Linked DNA regions of Mus musculus: region 2 is linked to region 1. Evidence: chromatin contacts called from public HiChIP or PLAC-seq data. All regions are on one chromosome and are shown on one strand. The core of a region is the stretch at or near the end of the contact, and the rest is flanking DNA. Distances in the headings are between cores, read along the strand shown.

Region 1 (6,377 bases), core at 349-2,848:
GAAGAGTGAGGCTGGGGTTTGAGGTGGTTCAGCCAATGGCTTTGATTTCTTTGAGGAAGTAGAGCAATGAGGTATCTGTCATAGGAGACACAGGTAATAATAAAAGAAAGTAAGGATATTTGCGTTCCAAACCCTGTTGTATATAAGCACAAATGTGTAAGCACACATTCATAATGAGGGAGGTCAGGAATGTAACAGGAACCCAGACTTAGTAAGTCCCATGTGAGCACAACTGACTCCATAATGGAAGTACCATTCAGGCTGTAAAACTCAGTAATCACCTGCCAGCACTAAAGCAAAGGTCTAATCCATCTAAGTCACAGTTCTGGGGAAATCTCTAAAGGTACTAACTTTGCTTTTTGGGTTCTGTAGTTCCAGTTTTGGCTAACTGTTCTTGTAAACTAAAGTATGTCAACACAGAACGTCAACACGGAACGTGGTTTTTGTGCTTAAAAGCTCAGCCTGAAAAAGGCTCGGGGCTACTCTGGGATCCTGAACAAGCAGTGTAGTTATCCACTGGTTAATAAAGATTTTTCTATTGACTTAAACCCAGGTCCAGCAGTCTTCTCTGATGAATATACCTCACAACAAAGAAGAGTCAAAATAAACAATCTGTCAGAATCCTAAGCCAGAGCAGCTACCACGCACAAGAAAGGGCTGTCAGACTCCCAGGCTTGCCTGGGAAACATCCCACGGTCCCATCCTGCAGACACCCTTCTTTGAGGTGCTATGGGGGAGAAGGTGGACAGACATCTTTGCAGTGGGCAGAGGTATGTCTGTACAGACTGCCTCCTGAGAACTTTTTTTTTCCATTTTTTATTAGGTATTTAGCTCATTTACATTTCCAATGCTATACCAAAAGTCCCCCATACCCACCCACCCCCGACTCCCCTACCCACCCACTCCCCCTTTTTGGCCCTGGGGTTCCCCTGTACTGGGGCATATAAAGTTTGCAAGTCCAATGGGTCTCTCTTTGCAGTGATGGCTGACTAGGCCATCTTTTGATACATATGCAGCTAGAGACAAGAGCTCCCGGGTACTGGTTAGTTCATATTGTTGTTCCACCTATAGGGTTGCAGTTCCCTTTAGTTCCTTGGGTGCTTTCTCTAGTTCCTCCATTGGGGGCCCTGTGGTCCATTCAATAGCTGACTGTGAGCATCCACTTCTGTGTTTGCTAGGCCCCGGCATAGTCTCACAAGAGGAGAACTTTCAAACTTAGATTTGCATTCAGCTTGGTCTCTGGTGGTCCAGCAACTTCCTTATTATGAACCAACTCGGTGTGAGGACGAAACCATAAACACACCTGCAAGTATGTAAGTACGTTAAAATGTGTGTGTCTGTGTGTTCCTTCTTCCTTGAGGAAGGGCTCAAACTATATCCTGGCTTCACAGATGTAGCTCCTACCAGAAGTGGGGCAACTGGGGTGACTGAGGGGGAGATTTGGCAGATGAGTACTGTTATCCTGCTTGCTTTATTTTGTTGTTTTGAGGTGGGGTGTCACTCTGTAACTCTGTAGCTGGGCACTCTGTTACTTGGAGGCTCTGGAGTGACTGAGAGAGGTCAGCCCATGGTGTAGCATTACTTCCTCAATTGTCTGGGGGATGGAATGTGACTACAACTCCCTTTGTATCGGAAGGGTGTGGGAAGGCCAACAGATCCCCTGTGAGGGATGTGGAAAAGATGGGGGTGACTGTAACCTGATTGTTTGTCAGAGGAGGGGTGCATCCAGCCTGTACCTTTGCCTTTCAGGCCTGGCTTAGAAAAGGACTCTGTCAAGCAAGAACACTTTGATTACAAAGAAAGAATCCTGTGTGTGGAGCCTTTACTTAGTAATGTATGGTAAATATCTTTTCTTTCCTCATTAGGCATTCCACACCGAGGTGTTTGTGAGCACTCTGCAGGGCTAGGCTTATTAACCAACCTATGTTGGGAATGCTTGGCACGCCCAGCTCCTTTGCAGCTGGCAAGTGCTAGGTTCCTTCTTGTACGGACCAACTTCATGAATGAACTCCCCCATCCTTATGTGGTCTATGCCATACTGCTTGACACAGTGTAAGTCACTTTCAAGCTTACAGACGTGACAAAGAAACACACCAGGAAGCAGTAGCGCAAAGATGAAGCCAAGGCAGGGCTGGAATGCTCCCCACCCCCTCTTTCCTTGCAGCTGTGGGCTTGACTGGGCTGAGCACTGTCCTTAGAGTATTTGGCTTGGATGTCAGAGAGGGTGTGTCAGCTAACCAGGCAGCTCCAAGTCACATCCTGCCAAGGTGTTACCAGATGCTAAAACTTCCTGTCTCTCCCCCAACACAAGCTCTCAGTCCTCTAGACCCTGATAAGTGGCTGGGGCAGAGATGGAAAGTACCCTACAGTGATCTGGGTTTCCTCGTCATCATTGAGTGTGCCCTCCCCTCCCCTTGTCTCCCTCCCCCATGTCTGGGGCCAGAGGTGCCAGACAGACTCAACTATTTGGGCAACACTTGCCTTACCTCTTTGAGATCTTAGAAATTAAATTTTCTTCTCCTTAAGATGGAAAATATTACACGTATATATGAGAAAGGAAAAGTGCCAACGTGTTTAAGCATGACACAGCCTTACTACACATTTCCTACCAAGTACCAATATGGGTTATAAATGGGAAAATCTAAATTGGGAAGCCAACTTGTCCTGTGATTTTCTTTAAAATGAGAACAACAATAGCAGCCAAAATATCTGTCTTAAGAATGTTGTGGTATGGGTGTGATGGCTCAGTGCATAAAGGCCTTGGCCTCAAAGCCTCATGACGTAGCTCAGTGGGAGAAAAGAACCAACAGATTGGTTCTCTGACCTTCCTGACCATGCACCATGGTGCACAGCACCTTTATTCCATAAACATAAAATAAATAAATAAATAAAAAGATCCCCCCAGGGCACTCTGAGGCTATGAATAAGTATGCAGAAAAAAGATGGAAATGTTTTGTGAGGAAGATGCCCCTGAAGAAAGCTGTGCTGGAAATCTCATCTTGGACTGCTGGACTCTTTGCTCCCGAAACTGAAGGAAGGTAGCCTGCTGGATCAACTGCTGTGGTTGTGTGGGAAGTGGGACAGTGGGAGGAAGCTGCCCAGGTGGGGCTGCTGTCACCTTGTTGTGGCCAGCCTTATGTGCTTCCAGAGAATTTTCAAGGTCTGCAAAGCATGAACAATTCTGGACAGATGTGGGACCTGCAATTAAAGAGAACTAGCAGGGGTTCCCCCCCCCCCTTTTCCCTGTGTATGTAGGATTACTGGACCCCCTTTTTTTCTGTGTATATGCAGGCATGGTGGGACCCCTCTTCTTTCTTTGTGTATGTAGGCATGGCAGGACACTGTGTGTACTCAGGCATATTGGGACCCCTTTCTCTGTGTGTATGCAGGCATGGTGGGGCCCCCTTTCTCTCTCTGTGCATGCAGGCATGGTGGATCTCCCCTCTTCTCTCTGTATGGAAGCATGGCACACACATGGATGCCAGCAGACCGATGTGAATGTCAGAGGGCAACTTTAAATCCCTTCTCTCTTTCCACTTCAGGTCAGGGAATGAGTTCATGCCTCAGACTTGTATGGTAAGCACTTCACCGATGAGCCTCTTCACCCACCCCTCCCTTTCTCTTATCAAAAACACTGCTGCTAGGACGGGTGGGATGGCGCAGCAGGCAAAAGCACTTGCCACCAAGCCTGATGACCTGAGTTTCATCCCTGTAGTCACATGGTGAACGTCTGAGAAATGTTGTTTTCTATTAGAGGTAGGTAGCCCATCAAAGACCAATATCCAAAATTTCCCCCACTTTCAACCTCCTCAACCTGGCAAAACTGTGTATCCCAAGGACCCCTCTGGCATATTATAGGGACATGATGGCATGAAACACACACTTTCTCTCCATCCCTTCACTACCTTTGTGCTGATTACTTCAAAACTTCAAATCCAGAAAGACTACGAGATCAGCCAATGGGGGGAAAAGGCGTAATTACAATCTGCATTAGAAAAAGAGAAAAACAAAACCATCAAATTATTTTCCTGGCACCCCAACCCCACCTCACACTGTCCTGATTTGAATTCTGTCAAGTTCTTTTTTTCAAAAAGAAATTGTCTTGCCAAGCTAATTTGCTCTGTTTCTGTTTTTGTGTACACCAAGATCCTTTTTTTTTTTTTTTTTTTTTTTAAGATTTATTTATTTATTATATGTAAGTACACTGTAGCTGTCTTCAGACACTCCAGAAGAGGGAGTCAGATCTTGTTACGGATGGTTGTGAGCCACCATGTGGTTGCTGGGATTTGAACTCCTGACCTTCGGAAGAGCAGTCGGGTGCTCTTACCCACTGAGCCATCTCACCAGCCCCCCTTTTTTATTTTTAACAAAAGGAGAGAATTGATTTCACAAAGTTGTCCTCTGACCTCCCCACTGATGGACTCTCCTCACCATAGAGGCCCTGCCCTCATGACTTGACCTAATTCTAATTATCCCCAAAGGCCCTTCCTCCAAACACCATTTACATGTGAGTCTGAGGCTAGGCATGATGACAGAGGCCTTTAATCCCAGCATTTGGAAGACAGAGGGTGGCAGGTCTCTAAGTTTGTGGCCAGCATGGTCTACACAGTGAGTTTCGGAAAAGTCAGATCTACATGGATAGACCCTGTCCACAAACAAACAAACAAACAAACAGCAGACATCCAAAAAGAAGCAAACATGAATCTGAAGACTGTGCTTCTAACCCATGGGCTTTAGGGAACACAGTCAAGTCATAGCTGAGTTGATGTCTTAGTTTTTGTGTAGAGAGACTTCAGAGCTGAATGTCCTGGGGCTGAGGATCAGGTCTCAATAATGTTCAATTGAGATCGGTGTTTATGTGGTTTGTAAGGCAATTTCTAGACCCCAACAAGAAGTTTTGTGACTTATTTTTTACTTTATAGGAGCCCGCAGAGGAGAGGCTTTAGAAATTTAAAGAGATGCTGGCTATTTTAAAGGGACTTAACATTTATTTATTTGGTTTTTCGAGACAGGGTTTCTCTGTAGCCCTGGCTGTCCTGGAACTCACTGTAGACCAGGCTGGCCTCGAACTCAGAAATCCGCCTGCTTCTGCCTCCCAAGTGCTGGGATTAAAGGTGTGCACCATCATGACAGGCTTGGGACTTAACTTTTAAAGACTGTTGAACTTTTTAAAAAGTTATTTATGGTTTTTTTTGTGACATTAATGTTAATATGAAATTTTGGAGATAAATAAGAAAGGAAGGGCTGTGGCTTAATGATAATGTATTGGTTTGTTAAGTTGACAAGGGGTCAGTTTTTCTGTTTTTTGGCATTTTATCCTTTGGTTTTTTTTTTTTTTTTTTTTGAGACAGGGTTTCTCTGTGGATTTCTGGCTATTCCTGAACTTGCTTTGTAGACCAGACTGGCTTCGAATCCAGAGATCTACTTGCTTCTGCGTCCTGAGTGCTGGTTGCTTGCTTTTGTTTTGTTAACTTGATACAAAGTTTCTGAGACGAGAGAACTTTCTCGGTCAGATCAGTCTCTAGGGAAGTCTGTGGGCATTCTCTTGATTAATGATTGATGTGGGAGGGCTCAGCTAACTAGGAGTGGTGCCACCACTAGGCGGTTCCAAGTTGTCCAAGTTGAGGCCTCAGTGTGTCCAGGCACTGACTGCTGCTGGAAGGATAAAGCAGAGCAGCGGTGGTGGTGGCAGTAGTGGCGGTGGTGGTGGTGACAGCGGCCTTTTCAGAGGATTTTGTTACAGCTCTCAGATACTATTTAATGAAACAGCTCTCTTAGACAGTATTCAATGAAATAGTTTGTGCACATAGCCTTTATTTGAGGTGAATCTGTGAGACCCCGATTTAAAGCATTTCTCCCTGAAAGGTAAAGCCCCAGGATGTTCCCCAAGCTTGTTTTCCCTGATCTCTAAAAATACAGCCAGAAATAAGCTCTTTGTTCTCTATAGCGAGCAAAAAGCCTTTTTTGTTTCTGAGCCTTACAGCCAGAGATGCGATAATTGTAATTTTACTAAGGACACCCAGCAGAGAAGAACTCTCCTCCCAACTCCTCCCACCTCCTCCCAACTCTCCTCCCAACTCCTCCCAATTCCTCAGCTAGCTGTTAAAAGCCCCCTACTGTTATCGCTCAGGGTCGAACTCCCCTGCCCTGCCTGGCAAAAGGAGTTCGTCCTCAGCTAGCTGACAATAAAGCCTCTTGCAGTTTGCATCAGGTGTGGTTTTCTGTCGGGTCATTGGGGTGCCGGCCAGCGCAACCCGGGACTTGAGCAGAGGCCCAGCTTCGGGGGTCTTACAAATCAAGGGCTACATATGAATCTTAGAGAGTGGGAAGGTTCTTCTTAGGATGTAGTTTCACTGCCTGGAGCTTAACCTACTGGG
Region 2 (7,051 bases), core at 15-2,514, 530 kb after region 1:
CTGACTGAGCTGACTCTCCAACCCTTCCTTATGTTCTTTATGAGGAACACACAGGGTTAAATGGAGGACTGTCAGTGACCTAAAGTGTCAATGAAATGGTTAAAGGGCCCAAAACCTAGCCTCAGCTCATGGGATGCCCACCCTGCAAGAACTCTTCTGTAAGCCCCGAGACACACTGCTTCCATTAGGAGGGAGATAAAGTGTATGTTGTACCGTGGCAGGCGTGCTGCATGTCACCTCTGTTCTGATAAGATTGGCAAACGCTGTCCCCATTTTAGACTAGGGCCAAGGCTCAGAAAGGTTCAGTGTACTCAGTGTGTTTTATCTGTTGGGACTTCTAACATCATGACAGCTCAGCGGGGTGCCTATTTCAGTAACCAGCAAAGTAACCCAGGGAGCTCTCAGACAGCTGAGCCACCTCAACCTTACCTTTACATACCTTCCCTGGATGCTTAGCTCAGTTCTAATCTCCAGATCTTCGTGGAAGCCCCAGGCACCTTAGCCCAGCTCTTTCCTCAAAGAACAAACCTAAATGTCTTCCCCTATGAAGGTCAGAACCCCTGTGTGAGGGGGGAGATGGGAAAAGAGGTGAGCTGCCACCAGAGCTCAGGATAACTGTCTAGACTCTCTGCCAGGGGCCTGCATTTATTCCTTGCTCCGTGCCCCAAAACATCCTCTGCAACATGGACTAAGAAATCCATGTTGTCTCTATCAAGATCTTATCTTTATGCCCAGCTCTCTCAACAATTCAAATGCATGAAAGAGATGGGGCCAGCGTGCTGAGTGAGGAGGGGTGCTCTTCCAATAGACACCCCTGCCTCTGTTGTGTCCTGTGTGCGGTGGGGTGCAAGAAGATGTGACCTAGTCCAGTTCCCCATATCTAGGGCATAGACCTGAAACCACAGGGGGAACCGAGCAGGAGTGGAACCCAGCTCCCCACATCTCCCCTAGAGCTTGTCCATGTTGCAGGGCCCTAGTTGCTCCTCCCTGAGATCCACAGGCTGTCTGGGGACCACTCCTCTCCCCATCTTCCTGTTTCTCTGGGGGAGGGAGCTAGCTCAGTGCCATCTACATATTTTCATCTGAGTTATATTTTGCATAAAGTAAACTTAGCAAACAGACAGCAAGAGCTGCGTGGACGGTATATTTGGCTTTGAAGCATCAGCCTGACAGGCATTTCCTATTCGCTATCTCAGAGACGCACAGCTCGAACGGGTTTTGCTTAAGTGGCATAATTCTCCCACAGTGGAGACAGCTCATTCATTAGTCATTCCAGATACAAAATACTCTTCCGTGAGCCAACTCCACCAACCAGCTCCACAGCCACGGGTCTGCCCGCTGCCCCACCCCCACCCCGCCCGCCTGCCTGCCTTCGGGTGAAGACTTCACCTGATCATCCTAGACCAGGTCAGTAACAGTCACCTGTCTGAGGCTTTCAAGGGACAGCCCACATTGTAGCCTTTCCTTCTTTTTGGAAGAGGAGTGCTGGCTGGTCTCCTCCTCCCACTGGTAGAGACTCCACTGGCCCATAGGGGTGGGGGCCACCTTCCCCTTTCTCCTGAGTCATTGCCACACAGTGTGGAGCTTCAGCAGGGACACTGCTTTGTTTTGCCTTTGTGTTTTTGTTGTTGTTGTTGTTTTGTTTTGTTTTTTAATCTGGAAGCTAAGGTGTCCCGTCTCAGAGGAAACAGTGAAATGTGTCCTGCTTGAGTCTCTCACCAATCTAACCGTGCCTTGATTGGCATGTGTGATCCCTGCACAGAGAGGCCTGATGTCCCCATTTTATAGGTGAGACTATTGTAGATAGGAGAAGTGGTCAGTCAAAGGTTACACAGACCCGTAACTCCCAAAATACACCTCTGTCCTCTGTCCGAGAATCCACCTTTCCTTGTTAGACAAAAGGAAGCATGCTCCTATATTCCAGGATCCCAGAGCAGGGGTGGCAAAGCCACTAACCAGAAATCGGGAGAGTTGCTGTCCTGAGAGGGAGTTTGAAGACATCCTGGAGTATAAGCTAAGGGAGCTGGTAGGGCAGGAGCTGGGACAGACCAGGAGAGGAGAGGAGAGGAGAGGAGAGGAGAGGAGAGGAGAGGAGAGGAGAGGAGAGGAGAGGAGAGGAGAGGAGAGGAGAGGAGAGGAGAGGGATTTCTGTAGTCCTGTGCCCCAGCTTCTCTGAACCTGCCACCCAACACAGCATGACTCTGCATATCAGCGCAAGAAGACTCCATAACAGCCACACAGTGAGAGGTGTGGCCAAGGAGTGTGGAGGGCAGACAGAGCTTACACTGGTGGCCACAGCTGGCAGTACCAACATCTCAGGAAACCCGACTCAAGGTTGGGAGAGGGAGCAATGAGGAGTGTGTGGGGAGAGATATGCAAATTAGAAGTTACACACAGTGCAGAAGCTGCGAGAACCTCAGATCCATGCCTGACTGGCATCTTCCTTGAATAGCCTTCCTTGGGTTGGTCTCAACCCTGCCCCTCTCAGTTCATTCGTCTATGCCTTCTCAAACTATTTGGGTTGATCTGTTTTATATTTATTTTTATGAATGTGTATGTATGTGTCTGTCTGCGTACCTAGGCGGTTCAGGTGTTCAGGTGTAGGTGTTCAGGTGCCCACAGAGTTCAGAAGAGGGCATTGGCTTCCCTGGAGCTGGAGGTGGGACGTTCTGAGCCACCCAACACGTTGGGAGCCAAGCCTCTGTCCCCTGGAAGTGAAGCAAGCATTCTTGAACTGCTGAGCTGTCTCTCTAGCCTGTCAAACTATTTGTTATTTCCAAATACACAAAACTTTTCCAACCGGCTCTTTCATATACTTTTTCCCTACGTTTACTTCATCTCTTTCATTCACAACCTTCTCTAGCAAACTCGTATCTACCCTTCAGGACCCACCTAGATGTCACTGCATCCAGAAGTCTTCTCCATTTCCTCAGAGCATTTTTTCCTCTTCTGTATCCCTGATTGCTGGGCTATAACTCCAGCAAACCATTGATCTTGGGTACTGTTAAGGATCCTGTCATATTCTGTCTCTGGATTCCTCGAAATGAATGAAAATCTCAGCAAAAAGTACTAGATCCATAAAGCAACAGCCCTGAACTTGAACGCATGGATGGAGATGTGCCTCAGCCTGGAAGGAGTGGCCAGAGCATCCTCTGTCTCCCCACTTTATCAGCAAATGGTAGTAGACACCATCGTTATTTCCTAGTGAATCAAAATGGATGCTGGTACCCAGGAAGACCCTAGAGTCTGCATCAGGACCAGCACACTGCCCCCGAGCCTAAGCAAGGCTCAAACTCTCCAGGCCTCATTTTCTCATGCACGGATGTGAGCCCTAGTTGGTCCCTCCCATCTCCAATCAAAAGCAAACCCAAGACACCTTCTCTAACAACCAAAGGACCACAGCAGAGACCCAGGAAGGAGAGGCGTGTCTGGTCAGAACCCAGCACTGACTCTGGACTAAATGGCTCCTCAGAGGACGGAGCTCCCATCCAAAGGTCTGGGTGTCTGCACTGCAATTTCCCTTCCTCCCCAAGCACCAGCTAGAAAAAGTCCCTTCCTCTGCTGTGTCTGTAAGGCTGTCTAGTGTTCAGGTTGTCACGGCTGGGGGCTGCCCCCCGCAGCACAGCATTTTAGGAGCTGAGGTATACAACGTAAGCACCATCCTACCCAGCATCTAGAACGTGGCTACTCAACCTGTGGATCACGACCCTCGTTGAGTCGCATATCAGATATCTTGCATACCAAATATTTACAAGGCAGTTCATAATACCAAGAGTCCAGTTATGAGGTAGCAATGGAATAATTTCATGGTTGGGGTCACCACAACATGAGGAACTGCATTAAAGGGTTGCAGTCTTAGAAAGGTTGAGAGCCACTGCTCAAGAGGCTCCTCTGCCAGCACAGCAGGGCTGGCCCTCACATGGGCTCCCCACACAGAGGTAGCCACCAGGCCCAGGCTCTTGATCCTTTCCTTACTCCTCAGAAGGAATCGCCATCTCCCCAGGAGCTAAGGTCACACCGCCCAGTAGCCTGCTCCTGTTGCCTCTTGCCTGGATCCTGCTATTGCTGCTGCTCCTAACTCGAAGCTGGACACCCTGATTCCCCAAATCTGACACCTCCTTCCACCCTTCAGTGGAGTGCCACCAACCTGCCAGAGACCTGGGAATGACTAGGCTTGACATGAAGGGATCCTGCCTGGCAGGCAGGTCCTGGCAGGCCTCAGAATGCAGACGGTGAGTCACCTCCTGCTGCCTGCTGGACAGAGCTGTAATGACAATAATAACAGAGCCCACTGTCATTACCTCCCAGGACCATATCTCTGTCCATCTCACAATCCTCAGGGCCAGGGAGGGGCCAAAGGCAGAGAGTTCTTGTTCTGTCTTAAGCAGAGAGAAACTAAGGCTGGCATTTCTACTGAACTCAGTATAGAGCAGGGCTTTGCCTCCTAGTGTCACCCTGATGTCAAAGGAAGTTGGAGGTCCCGAGAAAAGTTGAGGGGTGCAGAAGGAGACTGGCTTTTCTTGACTTCTCAGAACCTTCCTCTAATCCTTATCTTACTTGCCACAGCCCCTCAAGACAGGTGTGACTACTATCCCCACTCTATGCCCAAGGAACTTAGGGCTCAGTCATCAAGGGAGTACCAACACAGGACAGGACACTAGGGAGATTTGGCCATCTTCCCAGTGTTCCTAGGGCAGACCCTCTGCAGCCTGGCATCCCGGGGCAGAGCAGACACTCTGTGTGTAGGCTGGGATCCTAAGTCTGGCTGTAGCTTTCTAAGTCTTGAGTCTGGTCTTCTCCATAGCCTTTCCAGTCTAGCTCGCTGGTCTCCGGATTAGGGCTCTTCCCCAGCTCCCTGAGGCTAGCTTTCACTTTCATCTAGGAGCAGCCGTGGAAAAGTCAAGACTCCACACTTTAATTTGGGGGTCTTGGTAATTATCTGACATCCACCACCCACTCAACTCAACCACTAGTTATTATAATAACAACAATAATAATTTAGGGAGGCGATAGCAGTGATCACACTCTGCCCCGCCCCCAGGGGAAGGCCTCACCCATTCTTTTATACCCAAATCTGTGGGACTGGGTGGGGAGGGGGTGTAGGCTTCTGGTCAGTCCTGGCCAGCATGCCCTACATCTTCTAGGTGAGCCAGCTCCAATCCCTTATGCCTCCTTTCTCCTCTTTGCAAAATGGGGTAGATATCCTGTCACACAAAAAGCTGGCAGATGGAGGAAGGTTGGGAGTTCGAGACCAGCCTCCTACATGGAAAGATCCTGCCTCAAACAAACAGCTCTACAGGATGAGTTGCTCTGCACTTCAAGTCCTACTAAGGGACTTTTCCCTTCGCAAAACATATAGTCAGTGTGAGTATCTGCCTGACACATCACAGTGTGCCATGGCAGGGCCTCCCCGGGGATGGTCCTTTGGGTGAGCTGGCTGACTGGGGCCCGGCTGAGCTCAGGGTGCAGTGGGCACCGCCTTCAGCCCTCAGCACCAGCAGCTGTCATTGCCAAGCCCTGCAGCCAGAATGAGCAGTGCTGCCGTCTGAGCCCAGTAAATGCTTTTACGAGTCCTTTTTACTAATTTGGGTTAATACGTGGAGAAGCCAGGACAACAGTTAACAACTAAGGAGAGGAACAGGGCCCGTGTCTCACTGGAACAAATGTAGGTTGCCTCCAGTGTACTCAGGGTGCCCAGAGCTCTGGAGGAGGGAGGAGGAGTCACTAAACGCAAAGCCTCCCCACGCTGACCGCGGGGAGGGTCACTCTGTGTGTCTGGAGAGAGCAGAGCCTGCCTGTGAGTTTACACTGTCAGTTGCCTCTGGGCCCTTTTCTCTCCAGCTAGAGCTGCTGCTGCTGCTGCTGCTGCTGCTGCTGAGCAGGCTAAGAGGGAAGACCTTGAACCATCTGTCTTCAGTCATTACATATGCCTATTGGATATAACAAGCCCATTTACAATGTGATGTTCCCACAGTGTTCCAACTGCTTCCCAAAGGCTAATTTGTTTAATCCTCGTAACATCTCTATAATTATCACTGCCATGAAGACTACCAAGACAGAGAGCAGAGGGGTTAAGTGACTTGTTCAGGGTCACAAAATTGAAAAAGTAACAAAGCCAGGGTCTGGGCCCAGGTTGTTTCCCTTGGGATCTGTGTTCATTATCTGAAATTTGTTTTAATTTTGTATGTGTGCATGTTTGAGTGTGGGTGCATATGTGAGTCTGTCAGTGTGGAGGCCAAATATTTCCATACAAAGTTTTTCTTGATTGCTTCCTACCTTACGTTTTGAGACAGGATCTATCCTGGACACCGGAATTTACTGAAACTGCTAGGCTTGCTGGTCCTTGCACACCAGGGATCCGCCGTCTCCCTCTTCACTTCTGTACCTAGCTTTTCATTTTTAATTAATATTTTTATTATTAACATATGAATAGTGGGGAACTATTCATGGGTCAGAACTGCATGCTTGCATGATGGGTGAGCGCTTTACCTAGTGGGCTATCTCCCCAGGCCTTTACCTGAAGCACCCCTCCCGCCCCCCACCACACCAAACAGGGTTTTTCTGTGTAGCCCTGGTTGTCCTGGAACTCACTCTGCAGACCAGGCTGGCCTCAAACTCAGAGATCCGTCTGCCTCTGCTTCCCTGATGCTGGGATTAAAAGCGTCCACCACCACTGTCCAACTCTTTACCTGAAATTTTAAAGCTTCGATCTAAAACCAGTTGAGAAATACTGTAGCCTTATTGCTTTCCCAGAGAGTGCTGGACACTCGTATGTGGGAAAGAACCAGTTGTAAGAGAGACCCCTGAGTCACAGCTGAATTCGAGTGTTCTTTCTGCACCACCCCCAACTGGAAATTGCTTGCATGCCTCCTGTGATGCTGGGTTCATTGCTGGAGCTGCTAGCACCCTCTTCTCTAATTTCAGGGGCCTGACTTGTCCTCTGCAGTTGGGCTGCTTTATCTCCTGTACAGGACAGCCCCTTGGCACTAAAAATAGCATCCATGGTTCCTTTCAGTGTTTTCTTTGTTTTTAAATTCGATTTTAAACATCC

Evidence for each region. HiChIP or PLAC-seq counts read pairs in DNA pulled down with a chosen protein or histone mark.
Region 2: a FOXA1 HiChIP or PLAC-seq map of pancreatic cancer cells shows a contact between it and region 1. The contact joins two enhancer-like sites. A contact is called at or near these places in 2 of 115 datasets of contacts at active chromatin or transcription factors (extraembryonic endoderm stem cells and pancreatic cancer cells).

The regions. Positions count from the first base shown.
Region 1 is chr16:20,827,918-20,834,294 of GRCm38.p6, forward strand. No RefSeq gene overlaps it. Among named protein-coding and RNA genes, the nearest start is that of Gm22741, 86 kb to the left of the region's middle. Within about 2 kb of position 1,599, at least 49 of the 459 cell types and tissues checked have an H3K27ac peak or open chromatin away from gene starts, as enhancers often do. A contact at or near this core is called in pancreatic cancer cells, where this site is marked.
Region 2 is chr16:21,357,362-21,364,412 of GRCm38.p6, forward strand. No RefSeq gene overlaps it. Among named protein-coding and RNA genes, the nearest start is that of Gm36224, 31 kb to the right of the region's middle. Within about 2 kb of position 1,265, at least 60 of the 459 cell types and tissues checked have an H3K27ac peak or open chromatin away from gene starts, as enhancers often do. A contact at or near this core is called in pancreatic cancer cells, where this site is marked.